2 separate regions of the Mus musculus genome follow, and region 2 is linked to region 1. The links are chromatin contacts, called in public Hi-C maps. All regions are on one chromosome and are shown on one strand. Each heading gives the region's core, a stretch centred on a gene start, on an enhancer-like site or on the middle of the called end of the contact. The rest is flanking DNA. Distances are from core to core; before and after follow the strand shown. Region 1 overlaps Gm33694 (a long non-coding RNA gene). Region 2 has its middle 15 kb from the start of Cldn11.

The links. Hi-C and Micro-C count contacts between places; a contact is called where the count stands out from the background.
Region 2: a Hi-C map of colon epithelium shows a contact between it and region 1, with 3 times the contacts expected there. The contact joins two enhancer-like sites. A contact is called at or near these places in 1 of 39 promoter capture datasets (embryonic stem cells), 2 of 15 datasets of contacts at CTCF or cohesin (both in embryonic stem cells), 65 of 484 Hi-C or Micro-C datasets (2-cell embryo, the AML12 cell line, CD4 T cells and 35 more), 26 of 115 datasets of contacts at active chromatin or transcription factors (CD8 T cells, DN3 thymocytes, the HPC-7 cell line and 15 more) and 4 of 9 other capture datasets (adipose tissue, embryonic tail, liver and 1 more).

Annotation. Positions count from the first base shown.
Region 1 is chr3:31,073,572-31,078,213 of GRCm38.p6, forward strand. All of the region lies in intron 1 of Gm33694 (a long non-coding RNA gene), which reads right to left. Among named protein-coding and RNA genes, the nearest start is that of Gm33694, 4.0 kb to the right of the region's middle. Within about 2 kb of position 2,475, at least 21 of the 459 cell types and tissues checked have an H3K27ac peak or open chromatin away from gene starts, as enhancers often do. A contact at or near this core is called in colon epithelium and pancreatic islet, where this site is marked.
Region 2 is chr3:31,132,234-31,136,875 of GRCm38.p6, forward strand. No RefSeq gene overlaps it. Among named protein-coding and RNA genes, the nearest start is that of Cldn11, 15 kb to the right of the region's middle. Within about 2 kb of position 2,223, at least 75 of the 459 cell types and tissues checked have an H3K27ac peak or open chromatin away from gene starts, as enhancers often do. A contact at or near this core is called in colon epithelium and pancreatic islet, where this site is marked.

The sequences.
Region 1 (4,642 bases), core at 1,225-3,724:
GGCTGGAGTCCTAGGCTGAACTGGGGCCTCTTAGGTAGTTTTATGGGTAAGCAAGAAAGCCCAGTGGTCTGAAGTTAGTCCCCAGAACACACATGATAGAAGGGCAGAACTTATTCCTACTAAGTCGTTATACAAACACACACACACACACACACACACACACAGATACATACAGACACACAAACACCATAGATACACACACACACACACACACACACACAGTTACACACACAAAAACAAAAGCACACACACACAAAAAGCTCAAAACAAGCAAAGAAAATCCACATCAACAACAACAAAAACCCAAATTAAAAAATGCTTTGGTCGCCAGGCGTGGTGGCACAAGCCTTTAATCCCAGCACTCGGGAGGCAGAGGCAGGCGGATTTCTGAGTTTGAGGCCAGCCTGGTCTACAAAGTGAGTTCCAGGACAGCCAGGGCCATACAGAGAAACCCTGTCTCGAAAAACCAATAAAATAAATAAATAAATAAAAATGCTTTGGTCATCTTTGGAGACTTTGGAAACCCAGTAACAAAAAAGAAATAGTGAAACTTTCTTCCTTTCCTGGAATAGGAAGACTAATTAAATTTTATGGTAACCAATAGATGATAGAGAAGCATACATGGAAAAAGTAAATTCTAGCTAATCAATGAATCAATGAAGAGGGACAGATGAGCTAATCAATGAAGAGGGACAGATGATGTTGCCACCCTGGGGAAATATTGGCTGGATCCAGGTTATGTTCATCAGTGGCTACTGAATCTGCAGTTAAAAATCAACAGGGGGTTATTTATTATTATTATTATTATTATTATTATTATTATTATTATTAATTATATTTTTAACAGGGTTTCTCTGTGTATCCTTGGCTCTCCTGGAACTTGTTATGTAGACCAGGCTGTCTTCAAACTCAGAGATCTGCCTGCCTTTGCCTCTTGGGATAAGGCCTGTGCCGCCACCACCTGGCTCTAATGGAATTCTCTAATGGACTCAGCCTGACCACGCCTGAGCATACTGATCAATCTCAATAGCCCAAAACAGAGAGACAGGAGCCACTGTGTGTCTTTTGTAACTATGAGAAAGTAAACACACTCAAGTTGAATGTTCTTGCTCTTCAAATCACAGGGGATTGGACAACATTTCTAACCTTTTTGGAAAACAGCATCTTAGAGATCGAAGGCTGGCACCTAAAGCATGTATCCGAGGATGACCTTCCACGTCTGACCCTACTGCCACCATGCTCCAATTGCTGGGCTTATTAGCATGTACCACCAAGTCCAGTCTCTGCCATGCCGAGGATGGAGCCCAGAGCTCATGGGTCTTAGGCAAGCACCTGGCCAGCTGAGCTGGATGCAATGGTTCCTGATACCATAAGGATGCAGCCTATAGAGCTAGATGATATCATAAGGATGAGCCCATAGGCTCAGAGTACAGGGCCTTCTACAGGACAGTGGCAACTCCTTCAGTAAAGGAAATGTAAGGAAAAGAAGGTGGGTAGATAGATAAAGACCTTAAGGGATGTGTGAGTAGGCAGTATGTGTGTGTGCTTGATTCAAACACACAAACACATGAACCACACAAACAAGTAAGCAAGTCTTCAAGAGACAGCTCAAACGCTGAACTCTGAGAAGAACCATGGAGCTGTCCCTGAGTCCCTGTCAGCCACTGTAAGTATCACTGGCATTGTGCTTGTGTTTATGGAGAGTTCTTCATGCGAGATATCACAGAGTACAGAGAAGCTAGTGTGGCCTGGCACTCTGGTTCTACCAAGTGTTGTCTACAGGGTGGGCTCTTTACCTAACAAAACTGGAAAGCTGTCTTGAGTACCCAGGCCTCTCTGACTTGTCAGAGAGTTTGTCCTGTTGCCTGCAGAGATAGAGGCTCAGCCTTAGGCCTGCAGAGCCAAGAAAATCCAGAATGGTTGGCAATTACGGTTGGTGCTAATTGCTGGGTATGAACATGTCTGACTGGGCCAATGACAGGGATCGGTGGGGCCAGGGTAAATCAAAGAACAATTTCCCGGCAAAAGCATTCAGGTTTAGTGGAAGAAAGAGGGGGAGGAATGGAGAAGAAAAGGAAGAAAAGGAAAGAGAGGGACAGAGAGAGACAGGTACAGATAAGCTGGAGATAACACAGCCCCAGGCTATGTCTTCTAGCCAGATTCTCCATCCCTACTTAGACATAAAGCTATACTTGAATGAAATCCATATTTTTTGGCAGAACAGATGTTGCACACATCCATCTTTGACAGTCGCTAGAACGCGCCAGTGCCTAGTCAAGGTGGCATAAAAAAAAAATCAGCACACTTATCAACGTGACAGAGTAAGAACTGGTAGGAAATGCTCTACCAGGAAAAAAGCCGTCCCTTGGGGAGCCTGGCTGTGTTGATTTAGTGATAAGAATCTGTACACTAAGGTTGTCAGCCAGCACAGGAAATTTCTCCTGGTGGTGAGCAGGCTTCTTAGTCGGGACGAATGGCCTCCAGCCACATTGATTGGCTCCAAAGGGCATCTCTGAGACACAGGCAAAGGGCAACGCATCTAGATTTCTGGGTCACAGAAGGCCTTCCTGACTTCTGAACGGGAGCGAAGGGCAAGGAAAGAGGCTGGAACCTTACTTCTTCGTGCCTATGAGTGGTTGGTTTTTGTTTCATTTAAGACTGGGCCTGCAAGATGGCTCCACAGGTAAGGGTGCTCACTGGTTAAGCCTGACAACCCACATTGAATCTCAGACCTATGAGGTGGAAGGAACGAACTGATTCCAGCAAGTCATCTCTACTTGTCACACATCAGGTGTTTTGTTTTGTTTGTCTGTTTTAAAAAAGGGACAAGCAGAACCAGAAACTGTTCCTGAGAGTCTTTCACCAATAGCAGGATGTGGGCTGGAACCAGCACAAACACATTAGGAGTTTTGCTGTTTTACCGGATAGGAAGTATTATCTATGTGTTGGACTTGCAGAGAGGATGACTGCATTCAATTTTGCATTATCAAGGCCAAATACATTATTGAGAGTAAAGGAACCAGGCCAAGCCTATGGAGGGCATGGTTATGGAGAAGATGTAGTCTTTGCTCTGGCAAATTTTTATACCATAGCACCTGAAGAATTACATAAAAATAACTTAAATTATTTACACACCTTTTCCTCCTTCTTAAGCAGGGTCTTCAGATACTCAAGGTGATCAGGCCGAGACTTAGATGGGCTGAGAACAGACTCTAGCCTCGCAAGGGAGCCTGGAGGTTTAAACTTGGGGAATTCTTTTTAATTCCTTCACAGTAACTGCATGTGTTCAGTGCCTTGCTCACCTGTGTTCCCTCAGGAGAAATTCCTTAAAACAAATTAAAAATGATTCCTTGTCGTGCTGAGGGTCAAAGCCAGGGCTTTGCACAAGTTAAGCAAATGCACCATTGCTGAACCACGTCCTGAGCCAGAGACTACCCCATTTTCCATGTCTACACCCTATTATTCCAATGGGTTAGGCAAGAGGTGACCCACAGCCTACCAGCCTCTGCCATAACAATGACCTGACATAGCAAATTACATTCCGGTCCAATCAGAGCCTCTTCGAAATTTAAATTTAGGGGCACAGACAGAATTCCAGTCCAAAGATACCACATATAAATGAAGAACAGAAGGTTGTACTAGGCCACTCCAAGCCTGCAGACTTTCTGGTTCCAGTTACAAGTCTCTTTATGATTCCCCCACCCTGAAGTGACTTTGACCAGATTATCTCATTACATTATATGGAGATCATGAGCGGAAATAGTAAGACACTTTTTGTTTGTTTGCTTCTGAGACCCTTATGCCACAGGACTTCCTTTGACATCCTCGAGAGATACCCCTGCCTTGAAAATCATCTTAGCGTTTACAAGGTGGACATTGTCCTTCATTTACATTCGAGAGGGTCCAACAAATAACACATTAACCAGCATTTCCAGCCTCCCTTTCTTCTACCTTGGACTTTCCTCTCCCTCCCTCCCTTCCTACCCCTCCCCCTCTTTATCCTTTCCCTCTTTACTCTTTGTGGATAAAGTGAGCAACAGAAATTTTATTTGTAGGAAATACAACCTTCCCTGGGTTAAGTGGACACTTAACTGTTGGTGGGAGATGGTCCTGGAAGGGAACCATACAGCTGCAGAACTCTGTAGAGGCATGCCTAGTCTCAACCCTTTGAGTAAGGTGTAGGACAGATACAAAGTAACTGAAAAGCAAAGGAAACGTTCCCACAGCCCTCACTGCAGAGTTATGGGCAGGTGTCCCTTAGAAAGCCCCCTCCGCAGACAGAGACTACAAAGACTCAGATTCTCTTCCAGCAGGGAACTCTCTCTGTTTTAAATGAGAACCTCTGGAATGTTCTGAGAAAAGACTCCAACCAGGAAACTATTCTCTGCCCGGAGGGGTAGCTGGCCTTTCTTCAGGACGTTCTTGATGAATCAAATATGTGTGTCATAAGATTTCAAAAGCAAGGGCTGGGGAGATGGTCCAGTGGGGGAAAGTTCTTGCCACAAAAGTGTGCGGCTCTAAAAATCAGATCCCCAGAACTCATGTAAAAAAAGCTGGTCACCAAGGGGAGTGCCTGCAATCCCAACACTAGAGAGACAGAGGCAGGAGGATTCCTGGACTTGTCAGCCAATCAATCAAGCTG
Region 2 (4,642 bases), core at 973-3,472, 58 kb after region 1:
AAGTAAATGATAACGTTGTCTTCATCTGGAAGCAGTTGATCCCAGTCCATCTTGTGCTTCACCAGAGAGGTTCCCAGTCCATCTTGTGCTTCACTACAGAGGTTCCCAGTCCATCTTGTGCTTCACCAGAGAGGTTCCCAGTCCATCTTGTGCTTCACCAGAGAGGTTCCCAGTCCATCTTGTGCTTCACCAGAGAGGTTCCCAGTCCATCTTGTGCTTCACCAGAGAGGTTCCCAGTCCATCTTTTTGGTGACCATTTCTTCTGATGAGACGGTCTCACTGGGTAGCCCTGGTGGCCCGGAGCAGCTCATAGAGATGCCTGCCCCTGCTTCCTGAGGGCTGGGCTTCTGAGTGAGCAATGTTTCTGTTTCGTTGTATCTCATAATAAGTTTTGTTTTCAGCTAGGTATGTAAAAAAATATAATTTAGTAACTCTGAAAACCAGGTACTTCTCTTTCACCAAATTGGCCTAAAAAAACTTTTTTTTTTTTTTTAAATTGGTAAGAGCCACACTGGCTTGTTTGTTCTGAGACTTCCCCTAGACTGCTTTTATAAAGATTATTTATTGGAGGGGCCACTGAAGTTTCCATTCATCTTGTCCATGTTTAACTAACACTTTGAGTTTTATTGAAGAACAGGAGCTAAATCTACAAAGAAGGAAGCAAATAAACAAAACTCCAAAATCAAAAAAAAAAAAAAAAAAAAAGAACAAGAAATACAAAACCAGAATAGACTAAGAGATGCCCAGCGTGTGCCCCCAGTCTTTGCAGCTGAGTGCCCGAGCCCACCTTCAGCTCTCAGGGAGACTCCTAAGATCCTGAAGGTCAACTTGTAGTTGCTCTCGCTTTGGGATCAATCCAAGACGAGTGTTCAAGGCTTTCTCAAGTCTTTCCTGGGCATGTGTCTTGCCTGGGCATTGGACATTTGGAAAGCATTGCTTTCCAAACTCCTTTATGAACACAATTCCTTTCTAGGTCCTGTTTGCCAAAAGAATTTTGCTTCAACCTCTATAGTCCTTAAGTAGTCTCTCTCTCTCTCTCTCCTCCCTCCCTCCCTCTCTCCCTCCTTCCCCCTCCCACTCCTTCCCCTCTCCTCCTCTCTCTCTCCCTCCCTTCCTCCTGATCCTCCTGCCTCTACCTCCAGAGTGCTGTAATTGTAGGCATGTGTCACCATGCCCAGTTTATGTGGTGCTTGGATTGAATCTAGGGCTTTGAGTACACCAGGCAAATGCTCCTCCAACCAGGCTGCCCCTTAACTAAGTGTTTTCATCACCATCATTTCTGTTGAGACAACTATGAGTAAATAGTCTACCTTGTGTCCTTTGTGTGTGGTATCCCTTAGACATCCACCCCAGAGGGATTATTGCCATGTTACAGCAAAAACCCCAGCACTTAGGCAAACATACCAATTAAATCAATGATTGAAAGCAAAAAAATGGAGGTGTGTGTGTGTGTGAGTGTGTGTATGTGAGAGTATGTGTGTGTGAGTGTATGTGTGTGTGTGTGTGAGTGTGTGTGTGTTTATGGGTGTGTGCTTATGTCCATGAAGGCCACAGGTCAAGGTTTTGTGTCTTCCTTCCTCAATCACTGTTTACTTTTGGAGATAATGAACCAGCTGCTAACTGAGGTCGGCTGTTGGCTAGCCGCTGAGCCCGGGGTTCCTCCTGTCTCCGTGCCCTCAGTGTTGAGGTTACAGACAGGAACTCCCAAGTCTGCCTTTTACATGGGCCCTGGAGATCTGAATTCAGGACGTCTTGTACATGCAGCAAGCATTGTACTGACTGAGCCCTCTCTCCCCAGCCACTGCAGGAAGGAGATTTAATGGCTATTGCCGTGTTGGGACATACAAAATAAAGAGGTCAGTGACTTCTCCAGTCTGTCCTTGGGACGTTGATGTGAGTGTGAGGTTCACGTAGGGAAGGGTGGGGTCTAGGGCAAGAGGCCTGCATAGCTAAATGGCCTTGGCCAAGGTGTGGTCGGCTTGGTCAGTATCTCAGCTCCAGTTTCACAGGGTCCTTGAAGGAAGAAACCCTCACTGCCTGAGGGGATAAGTCAGTTCCCACAAGATGGTGGCTTTGGGTTGGAGGCGATCTCACCATGAGGTGATCTGTCTACAGGCGAGGCTATTCCTGAGATGTCAGGTGAGTGGCAGTTCAGGACAGTGACTGGGAGGTTTAGGGGTCTGGACAGCACACTGTGAAAGATGCTGACTCAGTTCGTCTTATCTCTTGCACCCTGATGAGGCGGGGCAAGCAACAGGCTTTCAGACAGACACACCTTAGTGATTCACATGCCTACGAAGAGGCAAGCAGATGGCTGTCCCAGAGCAGCGAGGAGTACACGTCACAGATGCCAGGCCTGGAGACACTTTTGCTTACTGGTGAACCTGGGTGAGGAGTCACTGCCCACGAACAGAATTACTGTCTAAGTATCAGGTGTAAGATCGAAACAACCATTCTCAATACATTTCAAAGGTCTGTTCCTGCTCTGGTTTGAAAGAGGGAACTGGATTCTGGCTTCCATTCTGGGCAGAGGGATGGGCCCAATGTGAAAATTCTTCAGGACTTCCCTGTCATTTTGAAGGTGGTGTTTCCCACCCCAGCTGCGTAATCGTGTTTGCACAGCTGCTGCACAGTTTTCCCCATTTCGCAGAAAGTGCTGGCCTTGGCACGTTTTTGTTTGTTTCCTCGTTCCTGTGGGGAAACGTGTCTACAGCTTCCTACTCCACCATTTTGACCTCGGCTGCCCTGTTTAACAAAGCCTTGCTTGGTAACCTTGTCTCTCAAGTGATAGGTGCTCATTTTATTATGCTGCTGGTGACACTAACTCTGGAATGGTGAGAGAAAGGGACACACAGGACCAAATGTTAAGAGACAGATATTACAGAGGTTTCTTGCTATGAGAAAGAACCTTCAAGTCTCCCCCAACCCCTTAAAGAGACCATGGTAAGCTTACACATTAAAGCTGGAAATTTCTGTTGGGGACATGCAAAGGCCTGGATTTAATTCAGACAACAACGATTGCTTTGCTTTGGTCTGACATCCACACCGTGACTTAGAGACAGGAATGAGTCAGACAGGCCTCTGTCTTTTGGGAACTCCCAGACACCTGAACAAAGCCCCGTGGATGAGCTCAACCGCTCAGGTCTACACAGGGCAGCAGCACACAGGGGTGTCTCAGCAGAGAGGCTGGAAGCTACAGCTCAGGTCTACACAGGGCAGCAGCACACAGGGGTGTCTCAGCAGAGAGGCTGGAAGCTTCTCCATCAAGAGGAACTGAGCTTTCAAAGATGGGAGAGTCAGTAAGATTCAATACGCGTGGTCACTTCACACCCCGCCCCCAACCTCAAAGATGGGAAAGGAGAGGAACCTGTGAGTGATGGATGGATCTAGACAGAAGTTGCTGTGTGAGGATAGGGTAGGGGCTTGTGGGCCACATACAGCATTACACTTTCAATGAAAACATCTCATGTTGTCCAACAAAGAACTAAAACTCTGTATGTGTGTGTGTATGTGCATATGTGTATGAGTACATGCATAGTGTATGTTTGTGGGGTGTGTTTGCTCATACTTGTATATATGGAGGCCAGAGGCAGATGCTGGCTGCCTCTCTCTCTCTCTCTCCCTTGTGTTTGAGATAAGGTAGTTTCTCATGGAACCTGTTTAGACTAGACTGGCTGGCTATCAATCCCCCAGAATCTGTTAACTTTTTGCATGGGTGCTAAGATCTGAACACGGGTTCTCATGCTTGGACAGCAAAATTTCATCCACTGAACCATCCCCCAGCCTGGACGACATGTTTTGGTAGGAGAATTTACAAGGCTCTATGGTTAACACTTTAGAACTCATTAGGAAGAAGCAGGAAGGCCATTTTGTAGGAGAGTCTTGGGTCTTAAATGGCGGAACTAACGGGAAAATCCATTCCCTGCATGGCAGAGAGCTAAGAATGCAGCACTGAAGAAGCTTGGCAGCCTTGGTGAGGAGTGACCTAAGAGGTCGGCTGGGTGGCAGCCTTGGTGAGGAGTGATCCAAGAGGTCAGCTGGGTGGCAGCCTTGGTGTGGAGTGACCCAAGAGGTCAGCTGGGTTACAGCCTTGGTGAGGAGTGACCCAGGAGGTCGGCTGTGTGACAGCCTTGGTGAGGTGTGACCCAAGAGGTCGGCTGGGTGACAGCCTTGGTGAGGTGTGACCCAAGAGGTCAGCTGGGTGACAGCCTTGGTGAGGAGTGACCCAAGAGGTCGGCTGGGTGACAGCCTTGGTGAGGAGTGACCCAAGAGGTCGGCTGGGTGACAGCCTTGGTGTGGAGTGACCCAAGAGGTCGGCTGGGTGACAGCCTTGGTGAGGTGTGACCCAAGAGGTCGGCTAGGTGACAGCCTTGGTGAGGTGTGACCCAAGAGGTCGGCTGGGTGGCAGCCTTGGTGAGGAGTGACCCAAGAGGTCGGCTGGGTGGCAGCCTTGGTGAGGAGTGACCCAAGAGGTCGGCTGGGTGGCAGCCTTGGTGAGGTGTGACCCAAGAGGTCGGCTGGGTGACACCCAAGAGGTCAGCTGGGCAGCAACCTTGGTGAGGAGTGGCCCAACAGTTTAGCTGGATGACAGCCTTGGTGTGGAGTGACCCAAGAGGTCTGCTGGGTGACAGCCTTGGTACAG